2 separate regions of the Capsicum annuum genome follow, and region 2 is linked to region 1. Evidence: chromatin contacts called from public Hi-C data. All regions are on one chromosome and are shown on one strand. Each heading gives the region's core, a stretch centred on a gene start, on an enhancer-like site or on the middle of the called end of the contact. The rest is flanking DNA. Distances are from core to core; before and after follow the strand shown. Region 1 holds the start of LOC107858822 (DNA topoisomerase 2-binding protein 1). Region 2 overlaps LOC107858843 (protein CHROMATIN REMODELING 24).

The links. Hi-C and Micro-C count contacts between places; a contact is called where the count stands out from the background.
Region 2: a contact with region 1 is called in a Hi-C map of bud, with 2.9 times the contacts expected there. The contact joins the enhancer-like site here to the promoter of LOC107858822 in region 1. A contact is called at or near these places in 2 of 5 Hi-C or Micro-C datasets (bud and placenta).

What each region holds. Positions count from the first base shown.
Region 1 is chr1:152,232,698-152,235,397 of UCD10Xv1.1, reverse strand. It overlaps LOC107858822 (DNA topoisomerase 2-binding protein 1), which reads left to right and starts at 1,417. Exons shown (of 17, transcript XM_047397947.1): 1 at 1,417-1,728; 2 at 1,867-1,909. The coding sequence starts at 1,549.
Region 2 is chr1:152,432,469-152,435,251 of UCD10Xv1.1, reverse strand. LOC107858843 (protein CHROMATIN REMODELING 24) reads left to right here. Exons shown (of 30, transcript XM_047397991.1): 25 at 1,531-1,599; 26 at 1,698-1,795; 27 at 1,978-2,106. Among protein-coding and RNA genes, the nearest start is that of LOC107858843, 19 kb to the left of the region's middle. Within about 2 kb of position 1,336, at least 4 of the 5 cell types and tissues checked have an H3K27ac peak or open chromatin away from gene starts, as enhancers often do. A contact at or near this core is called in bud, where this site is marked.

The DNA of each region.
Region 1 (2,700 bases), core at 168-2,667:
TTTTTCTATTTTTTCTCGTTCTTTTTTACTCTTCTATCTCTATCTTTTATTTTTAAAAGACAAATATCTATATCATTTATATATATTAAAAATATATATAAAATAAAATAAATAAATAATTTTATAATTTTATATATATATGCATATGTATTTATAGAAATACATATCCGACTCACATTTATATATAAACATATAGGACACAAAATCTCTATAACAAAAATAACAATTATATACATATACATATATGTAATAAAAAAATATATATACATATCTTAAAACAGTGAAAGAAAACAAATAAGTACATATGTTACCCTCTAAAATGACATAATATGTATAGTTCAAAGACAAATCCAACACCGTATAAAATACATATAGCTCTGCATATGTTTTTACAGAATACATACCTTATCCATATGTATATTCTTATTTTATATGAGTCACCTTTGCATTTCGCAAATACATATGAAGATATATAGTATAGTTATGTTATTTACTGTTTAATATGAATATGATATGTATGTTTTGTACTGTAAATACATATCCAGATCTGTATGACTATGTATTTTGTATGTTATTTAAATGTGATATACATATTTGTCTTTTCAAAATAAAAGTTAGAGATAGAAGAGTAAAAAAATGGGGAAAAAATATAAAAAGAAAAAACGCAAAAAAGAAGAAGTGAAAAAGAAAAAAAAAGGAAGAAAGAGAAATAGAAGTGTAAAAAAAAAAGAAAAAAAAAGAAACAAAATAATAGAAAAAAGAAGAAGAAAATGAAATAGAAAAAGAAAAAAAAGATATGAGAAAGGAAAAAAAGAGAAATAGAAGAGAGAAAATAAAGTGGAAAGAAAAAAATGAAAAAGAAAAAAAGAAATCAAAATAAAAAAATAAAATAATAAAAAACTAAGATAAAAAAAACTAACAAAAAAAAAAGGTAGAGATATAAGAGAGTGAAAGGCAATAATGATGTTTTATTTTGAAATCTTGAAAATCATGGAGATAATTATCTTCAAATATGAAAAAAAAAGAAAAACAAATAAAAAAAATGAAAAAGAAAAAAAAAGAAGAGAAATAGAAGAGAGAAACTAAAGTGGAAATAAGAAAATAAAAATAAAATAAAAAAATAAAATGATAAATAAAATAAGATGAAAAAATGGTGTAAAAGATATGACAATATTTAGGGAAGGTGAAATAGTGAAGTGAAAATAGAAAAATGTAAAGTAGTGATAATAAAACATGCACTTGCCTAGTTAATGAATAAAATAATTTCAATAATATTATAAATTTTAATTTTATAAAAATGTTGCTATTTATTGTAATTATAGTCGTAAGTATGCTAATTTTTTTTTTTTTTTTTTGTAATATTTGCTATTTGGAAAACTATTATATTTCCAAGCTGTGGTAGGCTCCTGAAGGCCCATTTAACCCAAACCTGAACCCGGGCCCATTTACACGACTCATGAACAATTCCCGCTCTTTCTTCAAAAAATTTTTAGAGAAAATTGCGAACACCTGGAAATGGAAGTATAGTTACAACTTGCAGCAGAGAAGATGATGACAACGAAGGTATTCACCGGAGCAAATGTATTCATGTCGAGAAACCTCGTTCCGCCGGAGCAATTCGACGCGCTTCACCATGCTCTCAAGCTCAACGGAGCTCAAGTTTTCCTCTGTTGCGACCCCTCCCGGAATGCTCTCAACGATTATCACGTCATTTCTTCTCCCCAACATGTACGTACTATTATCATTTATGTACTAATTCGTTGTCAAATTTTTAGGGGATTTTGGTTTGAAATTTATTTGATTCGTTTGTTAATTGTGGTGCTATTGATTTTGCTGTAATTTCGAAATTTTACCTAATTTTCGCAGGAGAAATTTGGGGATCTTCAAGCTAAGGGCTGCAATTTGATAGGTAAGTTTTGGTTTCAACTGTATTTTACTTGTTTGCCCTTGGTTTTGACTGGTGAGGGCAAAAGCAGGTGTTTGACCATCAGAATTTTTTCACTTTTTTTCTGGAAAGTTATTTCACTTTAGTGAAAAAAGTGAAAATTATAGTGTTTGACTATAAGAATTACTTCACTTTAGTGGAAATTGATTTTGGAAAAGTTGTTTTCACTTTTTTTTTTCACTCCTATTTCTCTTGCAAAGTTTCAGAAACTACTCCAATTTATATTCATGGCCAAACACAACTTCAACTCCAACTCCAACTCCGAAAAATTATTATTTCCATGGCCAAACGGTAGTGTGGTTCAGAAATTCGAATTGAAGATAGTTTGGATGGTTTATTATCAGAGTTTTTTGTTTAGATTTTGTCCTTATAAGGTTGCAATTTGATACTATCTTATTGATCCAGTTGATTTTTCTGTGTCTTCATTTGTTCTGACACCTATTTTTTGGTATTGTGATAGTCTGTACCCTAAATATTGAGGTTGGTGAAATTGAGTGAACTAATTTCATGGTAATGACGTATGGGAATTTCTTTTTGTTGTTTGTTAAAAGTCCCTAATATTAAAGTTATAACAATTATAACTATCTTCCCCTTTCAGCATAGCATAAACCTCAGACCAGATGGTTCAAGAGGTGTTTCTCTTTTCTTTCTTTTGATATCTAATTTCCAAAATACACCATTGGTTGCTTAAATGCTAATATATATAGTTTTTTCCGTGACTGTTTTGTGAGTAGATTAGTAGAGCAGTTTAGGGA
Region 2 (2,783 bases), core at 87-2,586, 200 kb before region 1:
ACATGTAAAATGTTAGTATTTTTTAATTATATGACATTCCTTTCTTCTTTATTTTTATTTTTATTTAAAAACGTCAGTGAAACAGACAAAACTTATATGACTTTTTAATTTTTAATCAAAGTAGACAAACGATGGTTACATAATATTTTTTTTGAAAAAATTTATTAAATGTAACATCGCTATTATCAAATTTCTTTGGTCATCTAAAAAATAAGTTTTTTCCTGTTAATAGGTTTAAAAGTGTGAAACCCAACAAAATAGTCTTATTAAACTAATAAACCCATTAATTATTAGGCCAGTATCAAAGTTAAAATTAAGATTTACTCGTAAAAGTAACAAATTTCAAACTAAACTTCAAATTAGTTACTCAAAAGATGTGTTTGGCTTTGCTAGCTTTTACTCAAAATGTTTATGTTAAAATGATTTAATAAATACCTCCTCTAATCTAAAATTAATGAATCTTTGAATGTGGCGCACATCTTCAAAAAGTTAATGAATGACATAATTAAAGAATAATTTATCAATATTAATTATCATTTACTTCTTTTCGAACTTGTTCTAAAAATAATAAGATTATTCATCAAAACTAAATTAAGAAAAATGAATTCATTTCGAATAATTAAACAAGTGTTAAAAGGAATTCATTTATTTTGAAAAAGAATTTGCATGTAGTAAATTCAACTCAATTATTAGTACATCAACATTTGCTAGCTTAAAAGTTAAAATTCTAGCTCCTCCTCCGAGTCAACATCAGATCAAGATCAAGCTGTCCCTCGTCTCAAACGATAATAACAAGATGAAATTTAGAACTTTTAAAACGCTAATGAAAAGGTGAAATCTAGAACTTTTAAAACACTAATGAAGTAATTAGTAAAAGATTGTTTTTTTAGTTTTTTCGTTTCACTGTTTTGCAAAAAAATAAAAATAATAATAAAGAAGAAGGGAATGTCACATAATTAAAAAATACTAACATTTTACATGTGGATGGTAATGTGGCATAGTCACGTGGAATTTCGTTAAAGGGAGGAGTATTTTTGAGCCATTTCAGATAGTTCAGGGGTATTTTTGATCCTTTTTCGAATTTCGTTAGAGGGAGGGGTATTTTTGAGCCAAATATTTAACGGAGGGGTATTTTTGAGCCAAAAATCTAACGAGGGGCATTTTTGAGCTATTTCAGATAGTTCGGGGGTATTTTTGAGTCTTTTCCGCTGCTAAAATAAAGTCTAGAATATCTTATGAAGTATTCTACGTAATATTGTCCTACTTATTAATAGATCTCGATATATTGTGAATCTAAGCACATTTTCCCTCTTAATTTTGTTTATTCTCTTGACTAATATTCAAGTTAGTTCTAAGAACAGGAGCAACGCAATTCGGATAAACGTAGAATTCCTCGATTTGAGGATCTGACCTGCTTTTAAGAAACTTCAATGGTTTTATTAATGTGTGATGTCACATCCTTTGGCAGAAGGCAGTTGTTTTGTTAAATTATCTTCTCTATATGCACATTATCTTATACTTATGGTTCAGGTTTACAAAGGGGGATTGTTCAAAACAGCAACTGAGCACAAGGAACAAATCCGTTATTTCAGTCAGCAGGTATATGCATAGATAGGTGGATATTCTAAAAGTTACATTTGGTATGTCTAGCTGAAATTATTAATTCTGCTGATTGGTTTGTGTGGTCAACTTTTCAGGATCTTAGGGAGCTCTTTAGCCTTCCCAAGGATGGTGGTTTTGACATATCAAATACTCAAAAACAGTTGAATGAAGAGCATGATCATGAGCACAAAATGTAATGTGTTTATATCTCATGTAATTTTGGGTGATTGTTCTCCTATTGAGCTTTGATAGGATTTCTGATTGTTTCTCAGGGCTTGTGCCCCTTAAAATCAGCAATAGTTTATATTATTTTCATAAGCCAAGTGGTGCCTTTGTTGTCAAATAGTTTTTACAATGATAACTGTTTTGCTGCAGGGAAGAGACTTTGAGGGCTCATGTAAAGTTTTTGGAAACTCTGGGCATAGCTGGAGTTAGTAGCCATAGTTTGCTCTTCTCAAAGACAGCGCCTGTGGCAGCTGTCCAAGATGAGGACGAAGTGAGAATGTAAGTTATATTATTCTTTCAACAAGACAAATCATTTTCGATGATTCTTTGTATTTTGGATCATGCCAAAGTGTTTTGACACTATTTTGCAGATTATGCTGTTTTTTATTTTCTTCATTCTACGGTGATTAGCAATATACTATTGGAGGGGTTGAACTAGTTCTTTTATTTGTAAATTATGACTTCCTCAGCATATTTGAATATTTATAGTCGTAACATGTTAATTTCCTACCTAAAATGAAGATATCTATGTCCTGATTTACTTAGAAAATTAGATGAGTTCAATTCCGACGAATAGGTTAAACTTCATGTTCAATTGAATGGACATATAAGGGATGGAGGGAGTAGTGGGAAAGTAGGAGCGCTCGTTTCCAGGAGGGAACAACTGTTTAATTGAGGCACAGTGGGACCAAAACCATATAATGGCTTATTAACTCAAGACATTGCACTCATCTGGCACAATTGGAGGCTCAACTTTAGATTTGCGTGGACGTCAAGTGAGACTTAAAAACAATGCTATTAAAACTCATGTCTTTTCAAGGGTGAAGTTATGCATTCTGAAGAAGTGCATGCTTCAAATTGTTGGCATTCCAGCCAAGAAATGATCATTTGTCTTTATGGTTTTTTCCCCCTTAATCTGCGTTAACTCTAGTTTTTCTGCTTTAGTTTCTATGCTT